Regions from separate parts of the Mus musculus genome. Here all the other regions are linked to region 1. Evidence: chromatin contacts called from public ChIA-PET and promoter capture Hi-C data. All regions are on one chromosome and are shown on one strand. Each heading gives the region's core, a stretch centred on a gene start, on an enhancer-like site or on the middle of the called end of the contact. The rest is flanking DNA. Distances are from core to core; before and after follow the strand shown. Region 1 holds the start of Ppp2r1b (protein phosphatase 2, regulatory subunit A, beta). Region 2 holds the start of Colca2 (COLCA2 homolog). Region 3 holds the start of Pou2af1 (POU domain, class 2, associating factor 1).

Region 1 (4,873 bases), core at 1,728-4,227:
TTATGTAGCCATTGCTCTTTCTCACCCACTGAACCGTCTCCCTAGTTAACTTTTCATTTTCATCCTGTAGATTAAGTCCAAAGCCTCGAGCATATGACGTACATGCTCTGTTGCTGAGCTACATCCATGGGCCCAGGAATGTACATTTGTGACCCTCAGTCGAAGGTCAGTAGGTCAGATTTCCCCAGTGTCTGCCTCTGGACTGGGCCCCTTTCTCCCTGCTGTGGCCCAGTTTCATTGTTTGCGGAAGGGTTTATTAGCATCTCTGCTTTATTACCTGTTCTGTTCTCATAGCTTCACAGTCACTGGAGTAGGAACCAGGTGCTTAGCTCCGTTTTACAGGGGTGAGGGGGTGGAGAGTTGAGGCGTGGGGAGGAGGTAGGTCACAATGAATCAGAGACAGCTGGGAATTGAAGTCTGGCCTCTGTGACTCTCAAACCAGGCAATTTCTAGGCCCTTGTTTCCACGGTTTGTGATTTCACGTTTGATCATAGTCATTCCCTAGGCCTCCGCTCATCGTGCTTGGGCGAGCAGGTTACAGCTGACTCTGAAGCAGACTACCTTAGTGCCGGTGTGTCAAGTTTATGAGCCTGTCACAGTGTGGGACTGACTAGTCCTCTCCTCTCTGTGCTTGCTTGCTTCTATCACTTTGGAACACATTTTAGATAAGGGCCTAGAGGGGGACGGAGTAGTGTCTGCAGCATGCTGGACATGTACAGACAGGATCACAGGCTGGAGCATCCCGTGCCTGGCTGGACCCATCAGGGTCTCTCTGTGAACCCTGGCCAGCCTAGAGCTGTCTGTGCTCTCTTGCCACTGTCTCCTAAGCACTGAGACTGTGAGCATGCACCTGGGTGTACTTTTTTGGGGAGTTGGGGGACAGGGTCTTACTCCAAGGTCTGTAGCCTTGGGTGACCTGGAGCTCACTATGTAGAGCAGGCGGGTTTCAAGTTCACAAAGCCCCCACCTGCCTCTCTGTCTTCCTCGTGCTGGGGTTAAAGGCATGAACCCTTAAACATGGCTGGATCCATTTTTAAAGACAAAAAAAAAAAAAAATCCCGAGAACTCAGTCAAATTATTAAATGTTACTTAAATTTTCAAATATAAACCAACATTATGTTCTCTTAAAACTAGTCTTTATACAGCTACAAAACCAGATTTACAAGTTAAATATACATGAAGCCACAAGGCCAATATTATTAAAATCAATAATGTTGATATTTTTGTAATTTAGTATGACAAATGTGTCTGACACTAAAGCCAAGCCACGCTTTGGGAGTCTGGGCTTGCTGGCCCAAGCTCAGCTTCTCTAGGCTTTGCTCTGCTCATGCCTCCAGTTTCTCCCCCTTTTTTTTTTTTTTTTTTTTTTTACCTTGTTTAGAGCCATTGAGACTGTAATTGCATGGTACCCTCTGTCTTCCATTTTGTGCATAAAAACATATTTTTCATTTAGCTTCCACCTCTGTTCATTTCTTAGGAGCCCAGAACAATGAAAGCTGTGCTGAAACTCACGCAAATACGGGTGCTGAAATCCTGTGCAGGGCTGATTCAGGTAGTCCCTGGGGGCCAGCTAGATGGCTCAGTGGATAAAGGCATGTGTCACCAAACCTGACAACCAGAGTTCAGTTACTGGAACCCACTTGGTAGAAGTAGATAACCCACTCCGCAAGCTGTCCTCTGACTACACTTGTTCAGTGGCTCATGTGTGTACATACCACACATATACACAGTTTTTGTAATTAAAAAAGATAGCCACCCCAGCAGTCCAGACCATGCCTTAAGTAAGTGAATCTAAAAATTATCAAAATAAAACGAGAGTCTTCAAGCATTCATTCGTGGACAGAAGTTGAAAAAACAAAAACCGCAAACTGAAGTCTGTTGGTTCTCAAGCTTTGACTATGAAAGGCTATCTCCTAGTAGGCATCCCATGCTTTAAAAAGAAAAAAAAAAAAACTTACCTCCTAAGTTGCATTTATTAATGACAATTTCCTTAAGGCACAAAATAGTGTCATCTGAGAACTTGTGACAGAGCTACCAATCTAAGTTGCTTATATCTAAGTCGAAAGGAGAGATAGTTACTTTGTGCCATTCCATAGGGCAAGTGGAACATTTTCCATTAAGTTCTGTGTAAAAAGGCCCAGGCCCACCTCCTCCTGGAGTCCTTTAGGGGGACTCCTGGAGGTCTAGGGAGGCCAGTTTACACCCGCACCGAACTGGGGTGAGTAAAACTGGGCCCAGTTATGTTAGGTTGTTGTGCTTCTTGGTAAAGAAGGAAAAAAAAAGAGAAGACAATACAACAGAAGGCGCCATTCCAGTACCACACTGAAAAGAAACACAAAAACAAGAGAGCAGCATGTTTTGAACAGCTTGCGTGGAAAAAATATTGACTGGGGAGTTTGGACAGCACTGTTCATTTTCTCTCACCGCCCTCATTATTTGTCTTAAGGAGCAGGAGCCAGCCACGATTTTGGCAAACAGGCCAGAGGAAGGTGTGTGTGTGTGTGTGTGTGTGTGTGTGTGTGTGTGTGTGCGCGCGCGCGCGCGTGTAGAGGCTTGTCGCCCAAGGGGAAATTAAGACCAAGACCCAGTGGCTCAGGGCCAGCATGAAGCCTGGGGGTGGGGGTGGAGGTTGGGGTGGAGGGGGAGGTGTTAAAGCTTCTTCCTCCTGGCCTGTCTCTGAGTTCTACTTGAGGCTCGGCATCCATCATTAAGGCCCGTCTCCTTCAGAGCACAGCAAGGAGACGATGAATCCCTGCCCTTGTTTCTTTCGGCTGGGGAAAGGATGCAGGGGTTCCATTGGTTTTTTCGGCCCGCCCTTCTTCTGGAGTTCAGACCTCCAGTTCCAGCAATGGGGGTCAGGCCGGAGCCTCCACGCGCAGGGAAAAAACTTGATTCCATCAGTTCCTCGGAGCCGGCTGATTGGATTTAGCCCCGCCTGTTTGTGTGTGGGGCGTGGCCTGAGCGCGGGGCGTGGCCTGAGCGCGGGGCGTGGTCTGGGCACGGGGCCTTCGGCGGCGACCAGCCAGAGGAGGAAGAACATGGCGGGCGCAGCAGGGCCAGGGTCCGGTCCGGGGGCAGCGGGTGGAGATGGAGACGATTCGCTCTACCCGATCGCGGTTTTAATCGACGAGCTCCGCAATGAGGACGTGCAGGTACTAGGCTGGGCTGGGGAGCCGAGGCGAGGGCGGAAGCGCACATGGTAGGGAAGCGGAAAGGCCGGCTCAGCCCTGGGGGCGACCCCCGGGGTGGCAGAGTCGTATTCAGCCCCGGGACGGAGGCGTGGGGCGGCGGGTGCGCGGTGGTCCGTCTCAGCTCCGCTGCCCTCCTCCGACCCTCTGGGGTGGTGGCGTCCATCTGCTCCCGGCAGTGGGCGGGGAACCGGTTCGCACCTCGGGTGGACCAGCGCAGGCGGGCTGCGGGGCCGCCGGGAGCGGAGGAGCGGCCCCCGGCCCCCGTTCCCTTTGAAGTGATGCGGAGTGTCCGTCCCCGGGCAAACTAGCTGGGCTGGTTGGGTGGAAAGAGCGCGGCGGCTGATTAACCCAGATGAGTGGTGCATCAGTTGTGATAGAACTTTTCCCTGAAAAGGGAGGAGTTGTGCTTAACCGTTTCTTTCACCCACTTCTCTCCATCCAGAGTTCTCTCTTTTCAGACCCTCTCATTGTCCGCGTGTTTTCATTCATTCGTTTCTTCCCCGGCCCTTCAGTGTTCTCCCTAAGATAGCTTCTGGCTAATGACGTGTTAAACGGTCCTTGAGTTTTCCTAGGATTAAGATCTAAGTGAAAGGCTCATTCATCATTATACTGTGTCCCAGTATCTCACCTATTTGCTTCTTTGACCAGAATTGCAATCATCTCTTTGCTTTGTTCTCCCTCCCACTTTGTTTTTAAAGCTCCGTCTCAACAGTATTAAGAAGTTATCAACTATAGCTCTAGCACTCGGGGTAGAAAGGACTCGAACGGAACTGCTGCCTTTCCTTACAGGTTTGTGTCCCTTGAAAGATACACGCTCCATTTCTATTGGCTTTTAAACTATTTTTATTTAATTTTCTTAGTTTGTTACCTAGAGTAGCGATAAGTACTAGACTGAGCCTTGCCTTCTGCAAGGTGTATAGAAATGCTACATATAGTCAGACATACTCAAACATAAACCGTGTAGCTAGTGGGAAGGTGATTGATGTGAAATATGGATTTCTTTGTAAATGATTTATTTTATATGCATTGGTGTTTTGCCTGCATGTGAAAGTGACAGATCCCCTGGAACTGGAGTTATAGGCAGTTGTTAAGTTGCCATGTGGGTGCTGGGCATTGAACGCTGCTTCTCTGGAAGAGCAGCCAGTGCCCTTAACCACTGAGCCATCTCTCCAGCTCCAGGATGTGAGTTTCTTAATAATTGTGTGAAACATTCAGGAAGACTTGTGGTAGTCATCTATAAGATGGAACACAGCTCCAATATAGCTCCAATATAGGAGCTAGAGAAAGCACCCAAGGAGCTGAAGGGGTCTGCAGCCCTATAGGTGGAACAACAATATGAACTAACCAGTACCCCCGGAGCTCGTGTCTCTAGCTGCATATGTAGCAGAAGATGGCCTAGTCGGCCATCACTGGGAAGAGAGGCCCCTTGATCTTGCAAACTTTATATGCCCCAGTACAGGGGAACGCCAGGGCCAAGAAGTGGGAGTGGGTGGGTAGGGGAGCAGGGCGGGGGTGGGGGGTATAGGGAACTTTCGGGATAGCATTTGAAATTTGAAATGTATATAAAGAAAATATCTAATAAAAAAACTGACAAAAAAAGACTTGTGATTTAGAGAGGGATGAAAATGCTTTTAGGATTCTAGTTGCAACCGCTCTGTGAGAGCCAGCGCAGTGGCCCTTGC
Region 2 (4,873 bases), core at 993-3,492, 420 kb after region 1:
AACTTCAAGACTTTGGATCTTAGCTGTCATGAGGCATACAGATTTCTGATCTCTTCATGTCATCTGATCATTACAATCAAATGAAATAATGAATATACAAAGGTACTTTGAACAAAGAATCACTGAAAATCCACCTTAGTATTATAAGAACATTCTACTGTTGCCTGATATTCTGCAAATGGGGACAACTAATTTATCTAGCTGTGTGTATCAAATCATAGCAAATGTGCTTCAACTCTAAGTTCTGAGAGAAAGGTGTAATACACATTAGTGCAAACGGCCCATCCACCCTTGGTTGGAATTTACTTTAGTGATCTGTTGAGCACTCTCTGTGGAGAATGCCCCTAAACACTTATTTAGCCTTTATACAACTCTTCTTAGCTTTCAACAGAACAATTAGGGGAACAGACAAAGAAGCCTCTAGTAAGTCAATGTATCGGAGGACACGTGCCACAGAGTCACTGAGAACTAAGCCCAAGTCCTCTGGCTCAGAAACCTATCTCACCATCACTCCATAATTTCTCCCTCCTGTTGCTTGAGGTGCCAAAGTTCCATTCATGAAGTCCAACATGGAACTTGCACAGGATCACATGCTGACCAGACCAGTGAAGTCATAGATGACTGGAATCCTGTCTGATCCTCCCTCCACACCTACACCTACCCACAAGCACTAACAGTGTCACGTGTAGAAGGCTCTTCAAATTGAACTCTCTCTCGGTGGACAAGCACGCCTAGTTTACATGGTTCTGCAGCTGCCCCAAGCACTTGGGTTATAAATGTGAGGTGTCAGAGTGTCTTATGACTACCCAGATCAGTTCTGTCATAGTTCTGTGTATTCCAGAGAGAGAGGCCTTTTCTTCCAGAGACTTCCAGTGACTGCTGGTTTTTCATATACATGACCTCAGAGCCTAAATTACAGAGAAACTAGGTGGGTTTCTGGGAGATAATTTTTTTTCAATGAGTTTGTTGGGGCTGTATCTATACTCTCTTAACACTATAAAAACATATTTAACCTGTTGGCTGCCTCTCTTCCTTGCAGAGGACCAAGAAGCCTTCCCCACTCAGCTATGAGCAGTGAGAGGTGAGCCTCCCACAGTCCTGAGCCCTACACCATGTCCCACAGGTTTTGGTGGCTGCCTATGGTGACCTGGGAAGTTGGGGACAGATGTAAGAATCCCTGAACAGGGCTGTGCTTATGGGTGGCCTCTGCATCTTCCCTGACACAGGGCTGAACGAAGCCTTCGATGGACTGGGAGGGACAGAGACGGAGAGGGTGGTGCTTACGTTTGCCCCTGAGGTGGCCTGGTGTGCCCTTCTTTGCTGCAGAAGCTCTTTCACGGTCATCTTCACACGGACGCCTTGATACACCTTAGGTTTTTCTGGGGAGAGGCAACAGGGTTAGTGGTCAGTTTCAAAGCTTGGGTGTCAAGGGGATACAGTGAGGGTTCCCTTGGTAAGGCTAGGATACCCAAGGCCAAGTTTCTACCTTTGCAGAACACACGAAGAGAATGAAAAAAGAAAAAGAAAAGAAAAAAAAAGAAGAAGAAGAAAAAGAAAGAAAAGATAACGTTAAAAAATACCCACATTTCTCAAACTAGAAAAGGTTAAGCACAGGCAGGTGCTTCAGGGTCCTAGTGGGAACAGTATCTGTGGGCATCTATGAAATTATTCATCCCTAGCTGGGCCCCATCCTCAGGACAGTACCAGCTGTTCTGCTCTGGAATGTGGAGGGAGGTCAAACAAGCCTGCTATTTTGGCTACGATATTAAATCTGGGGTTCCGGCTCAGCTTGTGGATCTGGGGTGCTCTCTGTTTCCAACTGATCTCGCGGACCTCACCATAATGTGAACAACAGCCCCTCTCCCCATGCCCCCCGCCCCACTGTATTCCTCTATCAATCCAGGCATGGCTTCTGGGGAAGTACAACCTTTATTTGTGGTGCCCTTGGTCTGGAAGCAAGCCCTGAAACAAGCGACAAGCTACAGGGGTCGGGGCAGTCAGTCTGTCCTGGCCCTGTTAAGGACTTACTGCACTGACCCCAGAAAAGGAGCCAAGATCGGGAAATAGTCTCCTGTCGGTCCTTTCTCTTTTTCAAAAATGTCTTTTCTTCCTCACCCCCTTCCTCCCTCTAGTCTCCGACTCTGTCGCTCTCTTCATCTCTTCCCACCCCCTCCCTTTCCGGTGCAGGCTTTTGGAGAACTGAGCTGTGGAGAGTTCTCCAGCAAGAGCTGCAGCTCTGGAGTAATGGCATCCCGAGGCTCCCTAGGACCGCGCAGTCGCCTAGAGGCAGCCCTCCGGAAGGGGCCGCCCCTGAGCCGGCAGAGCTGGGCCGGGAGACCTGGGAGAGCCCAAGTAGCCGGCTGTGCTAGGCGGGGGTCGGCTGGGAGGGACCGGTGACCGCCTGGGGTCCCGGCAGAGCGCAGTGAGTAGGTCTGACTGGTTGTTAGGCCAGGCTAGACCCGGCAGAGGCACTTTCCGAATAGAGTTTGACTTAGAAGCCCAGTGTGACTCCCACCCGACCTTGACCCTGGAGAGAGCGCTTATTAGAATCACGGGGAGGGGCGGAGCACAGTGGCCCCTGGCCTAGGCGTTTGGAGACAGTGCCAGGCCACCAGCGCCTCGCCTGGTTAGTGTAGGGACCGCGGCTGGACAGCAGGGAGACCCCCACCCACGAGCCAGATCCTGAAAGTTAGGATCCCTAAGGAAAGTTAGTGCGCTGTTCTTCCCGGTCCTGGGCATCGGTTTGTCTTGCTGCAGTGCCAGGACGCGCCCACTCCGCTCCAGTCTCCTTTCCTCCCATCCCCACTGTCTGGGTCGGCTCTGGGATCTGCAGGCAGCGCGGGCGCGCCTCGGGGTCCACGCGGGACCAGCCCCAGCCCAGTTCCCTGCCGGGTGCGTCCTGCTCCAGTCCAGGGCTCACCGTGAGCCTCTAGCTCCCCCGCGCCGCCGCTTCTGGGCTCACAAGGTCGGCGCCTCCAAATTCCCAGGACTCCAAGGTGGAAAAGTGAAAGGGCAGGCAGGGGCGTGGGGGACTCGATTGTCCGGAGTGGCCTTATGGGTCTCTGGGCCTCTGCTCTGGGGGGCAGTCACCCAGAGGGACCCGACACAGCGGGATCGCGTCCTCTCTGGATCCATGCCCGGCCCTGACTATTATTCCCTGACTTTGTGCCTCTCTGTTATACGCAGGAAAAGCAGAGGAAATACACTCGGATCCAAGTGCCCCTGGCCCTCATGACCCGACCCCTGGAAAAGCATCTGAGTTACCCGACATCCTGGTCAGCAGGAGCTGGGCTGGAGACTGGATGCTGCAGCTTCAGAGACTCAGCACCTAGGAAGGCTCCTGTGCAGGGAGAAAGGCAGAGATGCGACATTTTTAAAGTTTCACAAAACACGAGGCAGCACCCAGGTCCCTGGATCAGGAGACACACAGAATTAATGTTTTATACCTTCGGGTATAGGTTTGAGTTTTTTCCCCCTCATGCCAAGTATTTAAAACCTCTAGAAACCCATGATTTGACAATCAATGATTGCGCGATACTTTCAATTTGAATATTCAAAGGCTTAACAAAATGGACTATCTTCTGCAGAAATCCTGCACACAGGCACCTCACAGAGAGTCCAGAGAAACAGAGAGGGAGATCCCTTTGGGTCCTGACCCTTGCTTTTCTCCTATTTTAAACATTTTGTCCACCTGCCCACAGGCAGAGCAGGTGTCCTCAAAGATGCTCTATGTTAGTGCCTCAAAGGCTGCCCTGAAGTCCCCACTGACCTAGGCTGTTCCCTGTGGACCACCTGAACCAGGTTGGACAGCCACATTGAATCTCTCTTGTCCACTCTCCATTTTAAGGGGAAATGGCAGGTTTTGGGGAATGAACATGGCAGACAGAGGGTGTGGCACAGCAAAGAGCCACTTTGGGCCCAGGCTGCAGGTCAGAGGACGGCAGAGGCCAAAACTTTGTGCTTTGTATCCCTCTGGCCCTGCCTGGCCACAAGGCTTGCCTGTCCAGTCTGCATCCTCCCTCCTGCTAGGTCACAGACACTGGGCTTCCAGCAAGCAGTCCTTAAACATCAGCGCTCTTTGCTCTTTGGAGCTGTAGACCAGCACAGCTTCCTTGACCCACCTGAGATTCCTTTAGGCCAGGTTTCCACTGCTGCATTGTGGCAATCCCTATTCCTATGTTTTGGCTTGTTTTTAATTCCTCGAACCCCAGACTTTTTACCTCATAGAACTCCTGCTTCCTTTAGAGGAAGGGCATGGTTTTTTCTTTCTTTCTTTCTTTTGAAGGCTCTGAGGAGAGAGGTAGGAGGAATTTGGAACCAACCTGTCTTCTTGGATCCCTCATGAATATGAGTAACTCCGACCCATGCTGATGTGTATTTTGGAAGCTCTGCCTGAGTTGCTCTCTGTCCTGTGATTTGAAGGATGAAGAGACTGGAGTGATATGGAATGTCAGGTCAAGATGTCACAGGGGGACAGAAGGGTCCCCTTTGCAAATAACTAGGAGGTTTCCAGGAATGCAGATAAAGTGATGGTATAGGCCTCTCTCTTTTAATCCCCGAGTTGTCTGAAGTGCAAACAAAACAAAAAATAAACCTACCAAACAAAAGCCAAAAAAAAAAAAAAAAACACCAAAACCAAACCAAAACAAAAACCCAAGCTTTAGATTAAAAAATCTTTAGAAAAAAGTCTGAAAACTTAAAAATATATCAGACATAGTATATTAGATATAGAGTATCTAACAAACAGCTCAGCTAAAGGGTCTCTGGGGGTGATACAAGCATTCAGGGTAGACCTGTCTGCTAGGCAGGTGGAGCCACATATCTGGAAAAGGGTCAGGGCTGGGGACACTTGAAGTAGCATCTGGCGGTGGAG
Region 3 (4,873 bases), core at 1,721-4,220, 360 kb after region 1:
TCCTGAGCTCATGTGACAGACTTAGGACCAGTACAGATACACTAAAAATATTGCCTAAAATTGCCTTCAGGGTCTGTGTAAGATGTAGAACGTGCATAAGGGAACCTGGATTTCATTATCAAGATAGTTTGTTATATATGCCAGTGTTCTAAGATCTGAAAAGAATCTGAGATTTACAGTGCTTTTGGTCCCACACATCTGAGAGAAGATTGCCTGGACCTCTGTGTTCCTCTTTTTACAATAGTAGCAACAGTGCAATTAAGTGCCCTCTGGAGTTCCCCTAGGACCACACAAAACGTTATTACATACAAAGTGTGATTAATATAAATTATATTTTTTGAACTTGTGCAAGTGTGCCGATAGTTTGTTCTGGAGGAATTTTCTTTTCCCAGGTTTAAGAAAATCCCCGTAATAAACTTGATCCCCGTGTGTGACAGACATCCTCTAGTGTTTCCTGTGACATCCTCCCAGGAGCACTTTCCGTTCAAATACTTCCTCCAAGAGCAATGCTCATGTGGGGCTTTGTAGGCCCTGTGATATTTTTGTTATACTACAATATTTGAATGACAGTTGGGCTTGCTTTAAAGCGACAGGTTCAGGGTGCAGGAGACGTCAGTTCCTACCAATGCTCTGCTGCTCACTGGCTGTGTTCCCTTAATACATGACAGGTTCATGTTAATATTTTACAAATATTTCCTCGCTGTCTGAATCTATAATATCACTGTGAGGCAGAACACTGCCACAGCAAGTCGCTATTTTGATTGCTTTGTGGAGCTCATTATGCTGGGTCTGTGGCGAGACAAATAAAAAAATAAATCTTAATTCATGGTGTTAGAATAAGACAACCAAAATGTGAGCAATGCTATAGGAAGGGCCTCTGTTTCTCCTGAGGACTCTGCGACATCTGGAGAACCAGTTCATTTCATAAACTCAGAAACCGAGATGAGAATAGTTGCATGGAATATTTGAGGGAACACAGCCAGTGATCGGGAGAGCACTGGTGGGAACTCACACCCCCTGCAGGCAAGCCAGTCCCGGTGGGAGGACACTTCCCAGTAAAGCCCGAGGCTCTGTGACACTGCCACCTGCTCTGCTAGTCCAGGTTGTGGTATGTCGTCCCTGCAGCAGGTCAGCAAGTCCCTTCCTTCATCATGGTGATCTAGGATGGTTTGGAGTGAGGGCTGATAATCTATCTAGGAGTGAGGCTTCTCTGTTGGATTATTGTGTTGTGTGACCAGTGTTTCTCCTCAAGACCTCTCCTCAAGCAGACCATCTATTAGAGGTGTAATTTATAACTTGATTAGGTGAAGTTTTACTGGGGGTTTAGCATACTCTCTGTCTTACATAGGCACAAAGATAAAGCCTCCATGAGGTGCCTACAGCGTCATGTGGCAGTTACACATGATGTAAACAACGGGCATAATGCCCTAGGAACAGAGAGAAGGGGACTGATCATTTCTAGGCCAGGAAGTTCAGGGGGTGAGTCACAAAATTGTTTTGCCTGCCATGGCGTTATTGGTAGGACCTTGATGAAAGAAATGGGGTTGGGTTTCTCTTCAGATGGGGAAGACAGGGAGAGAGTACCAGCAGGTGAGGCCAATAAGTTAAAAAAAAAAAACGTCCGGGCGTGGTGGCACATGCCTTTAATCCCAGCACTCGGGAGGCAGAGACAGGTGGATTTCTGAGTTCGAGGCCAGCCTGGTCTACAGAGTGAGTTCCAGGACAGCCAGGGCTACACAGAGAAACCCTGTTTCGGAACCAAAAAAAAAAAAAAAAAAAAAAAAAGAGCTTGCAACTGGCTCACTGTGAAAGGCTTTAGTGTCTCAGCTCTGTGGCTAAAGGGTGGTACTGGAGTGTGAACCTCAGGCTTACCCATTCCAGTCAAGTGCTACCTTACTGAGCTGTAGTCCTTTAGGGCAAGGCTTTTAACACTGGAGAATGAAGGATCAGACCCAGAATGCATTAGATCACTCTGAGGCACCATGGAAGGCAAACCAGCAAGGACTCTGGACTACCCCGGGGGTATAACCATATGATCTTGACCTGAGAGTAACTGGGTCACTGGAATGGAGCCTATGAGTCTGTTTCAGACACACAGTGGCAGAATGTAGCCCCATACTGTATGTACTGCGGATGGGGAATCCATTACTCTTTCTTTGAGAGGCTTTCCATTAGCCGTGTTGGGGTCCTAGGATTATGATAAGCTGGTACTCCTAAATCCATTAAGTCACCTTTGGGAAATCAGCTTCAGTTAAGAAGCCTGAGTGTCTCTGTTTCTTCTTTGAGCGAGTCGGTTCCCCCTTTCTGTGTACATAACCAACCGTCTGAAACAGGGACCCCTATATTTAAACAATATTACATGCCGCCATTTTGCCAGGGACTGGGGCCAGGGGAGGAGCCGTTACATTTTAAAGTGGAATAAACAGAAAAGCAACACCGAGAACGAGGAGGCTGGTTAGTGAGGCTTGAAGAGAGGGCAGGTGTTTCCTCCCATGGTGAGAATAGTGACCCCTGGGAATCGCATTTCCCGTCGAGCTGGGACCAATGGTAAGGTCAGTCCTGTAAATGGCCTGATAGTGTGGAACTGTATGTGAGTGCCAGAGAAAGCTCGGTGTTGTCTGTATTATCCTTTGGACCCCTCATCGCTCAAGGAGCGCTGATCCTTGACCTCATGGTCCACCCTTTTGCGTTCATACAGACTCTCATGCTCCTCCTATGTGGCATAACACCGTGGCTGTGTGCAAATGGCCTTGGCCTCCTGTGCTGTATGGTGGTTAGTCCCAATTGGCTGGCCCTGTGTCTCAAGCACTCTCCAGCCAGTGGGGGCCTTGGGGGTGCACACAGTGGGTTGACAGGCGGTGTTGCTGAAGAAAAAAAAGTACAGCTCTGCCTGAGGTAGGAGGATGTGATGACGTGGCCCCTCTCAGCGGGAACTCGGGCCTTTAAAAAGCTGAAGAAACAGCCTCAGAGTAAACGGTGGTTCCACGGGAGGAAAGCACGCCCAGTCACATTAAAGAAGCCAAACTGTCTGCTTCAAAGAGAAAAGGCAACATCCTGTCACAAGCCATGCTCTGGCAAAAATGTAAGTGCTTTGCTTGTGGCTGTCAGAGCCAAGTAAGCAGAGGCAGGGTCCAGGAATAGAGAGCTACTGTTGGTGATGGGAGCACCCAGTCTCGTCAGGGCCTCGGGGGCATGGAGGGCTGAGGTGGGTGAGATGGAGCCTGTTGGAGATGATGCTCATTTTCCAACCTGGGGGAATGAACCAGTGTCCCAAGGTGGGGACAGCTCATTGCATCTCCGATTCTGTGCATGAATCACTGAGGTGACAGAAGGGCAGATTATGATTCATGAGACGGAAACCACATATGATATGGGTTAGGAGCCGTTCTTCACGTGAGGACCTTTCCTTTCATGGACCCCAGTTCTGCAGGTTGTTATTGAGTTTTGTTGGCCCACTTCTAGCTGAATTCTGCCAGAGTTGGTTCCCTCCTGTAGATGTGTAGGGATGGGGTGGAAACTCAGTCTTATGAAACCTCTCTCTCTCTCTCTCTCTCTCTCTCTCTCTCTCTCTCCTCTTTTCACTTTCTTCCTTATTCTGTGGCAATGGTTGGTTTTGTGTTCCACTGCAAAAAAAAAACTGTTTATCTTTGACCTTGATTTTTAATCCCTGGACTTGAATGGAACAAACCATGAACTGTATTTTCCATTCTGTGGATTGAAAAAAATCTTGTGTTATCGATAACGGAGGCTATATAGACATTCTTTACAACATTCCTTTCACGAGGCAAATAAAGTCAACTCAAGAGTCTTGCAAAAGGGGAACCTTATTAAGGCTCAGGACTGTACTTCCTCAAGCAAAGAGCTATAATTTCCCTATCTTTCTTTGTAAGATGTTTAATTCCATAAAACATCTTTTATTGGTTTAGGCATAGCATTCCTCAATCAAATTTATGTGATAATCCAGATTAGAAGAAAAAGAAATCGTGGTTTTACTTATAAAAAGTAATCTGACAATAGTGTTCCATTGATTAGAGTGTGACATAGTCCCCTTATCACCCACCTATTCCCAAATTCTTTGAAATTGACTCTTTTCATCTGTGACTCAGAGAAGCAATCCCAACGTGCCTCAGTTTACTAACCCCATTGTTGATATGGGCAAGACTTTTTTGTTTAAATAAAAATAAATGAACTTTGATTTGGACTTGAGATTTCTGACCACAGATTCTAGTTTGGGTAGCTTAGAACTCATCCAAAAAGGTGACCAGAGCAAAACCTTATCTTTCTGGAAGCGGAGTGGCAGCCAACACCATTGTAAATACTATGAGATTGTAGGAACATGGATTTTAATGTCCTTCAAAGTGCCAATATGCCCTCTTGCTTCAAGTGAAATCACTTGAGTTTTGTGTGAGCTGCTTTTAGTTTTTAAACTCTTAGAGTTTGCATATTTAGAATGGAGTGAAAAGTAATCCCACCATGTATAACTGCTCTTAATAAGTTGACGGGGCGGCCAGAATTCTGCCGGGTGCTCTGCCCTGGTGTTAGCCCTGAGGTATGGGCTGTTTGCCTGTATGAAAAAGCCCCCATAGCATCTCATTGTTACATAATCCATTTTCTCTCCTCCAGTGCCTCTTAAGGGATGAACAGATTTTCTTTTGGAGAGTTGTTAGAGGTCTTGCTTCTTGCTCATAAACTCTCTTAAACTGTCTTTTGGGGGCTTGAAGGAAAACAAGAGCAGGCCTTGTGCAACAGACCTATCCCTTTACCCTGGTCATATGGCTGACTAAGACTTGTGGGAAGTGAGTGAAGTCTAGGCAGTGCCAGCGCAGGCGGGGAGGGCAGGGTTTGAAATCAGACACTGGGAGTGCTGAAAAGG

Evidence for each region. Promoter capture Hi-C pulls out the DNA fragments that hold promoters and counts their contacts. ChIA-PET counts read pairs in DNA pulled down with a chosen protein or histone mark.
Region 2: a promoter capture Hi-C map of liver shows a contact between it and region 1, with 4 times the contacts expected there. The contact joins the promoter of Colca2 here to the promoter of Ppp2r1b in region 1. A contact is called at or near these places in 12 of 39 promoter capture datasets (the 3T3-L1 cell line, 3T3-L1-derived adipocytes, the C10 cell line and 7 more), 36 of 484 Hi-C or Micro-C datasets (the AML12 cell line, B cells, the BV-2 cell line and 19 more), 10 of 115 datasets of contacts at active chromatin or transcription factors (the NIH/3T3 cell line, astrocytes, bone marrow-derived macrophages and 6 more) and 3 of 9 other capture datasets (adipose tissue, embryonic stem cells and pancreatic islet).
Region 3: an RNA polymerase II ChIA-PET map of memory CD8 T cells shows a contact between it and region 1, with 27 read pairs. The contact joins the promoter of Pou2af1 here to the promoter of Ppp2r1b in region 1. A contact is called at or near these places in 4 of 39 promoter capture datasets (the 3T3-L1 cell line, liver, pre-B cells and 1 more), 1 of 484 Hi-C or Micro-C datasets (CD4 T cells), 1 of 115 datasets of contacts at active chromatin or transcription factors (memory CD8 T cells) and 1 of 9 other capture datasets (embryonic stem cells).

Annotation. Positions count from the first base shown.
Region 1 is chr9:50,853,947-50,858,819 of GRCm38.p6, forward strand. It overlaps Ppp2r1b (protein phosphatase 2, regulatory subunit A, beta), which reads left to right and starts at 2,978. Exons shown (of 15, transcript NM_028614.3): 1 at 2,978-3,152; 2 at 3,890-3,980. The coding sequence starts at 3,039.
Region 2 is chr9:51,276,312-51,281,184 of GRCm38.p6, forward strand. Colca2 (COLCA2 homolog) reads right to left here and starts at 2,243. Exons shown (of 5, transcript NM_001195681.1): 1 at 2,029-2,243; 2 at 1,285-1,379. The coding sequence starts at 1,344. It overlaps Gm32819 (a long non-coding RNA gene), which reads left to right. Exons shown (of 9, transcript XR_003948163.1): 2 at 1-928; 3 at 1,040-1,081; 4 at 1,227-4,873.
Region 3 is chr9:51,210,720-51,215,592 of GRCm38.p6, forward strand. Pou2af1 (POU domain, class 2, associating factor 1) reads left to right here and starts at 2,971. Exons shown (of 5, transcript NM_011136.2): 1 at 2,971-3,082. The coding sequence starts at 3,067.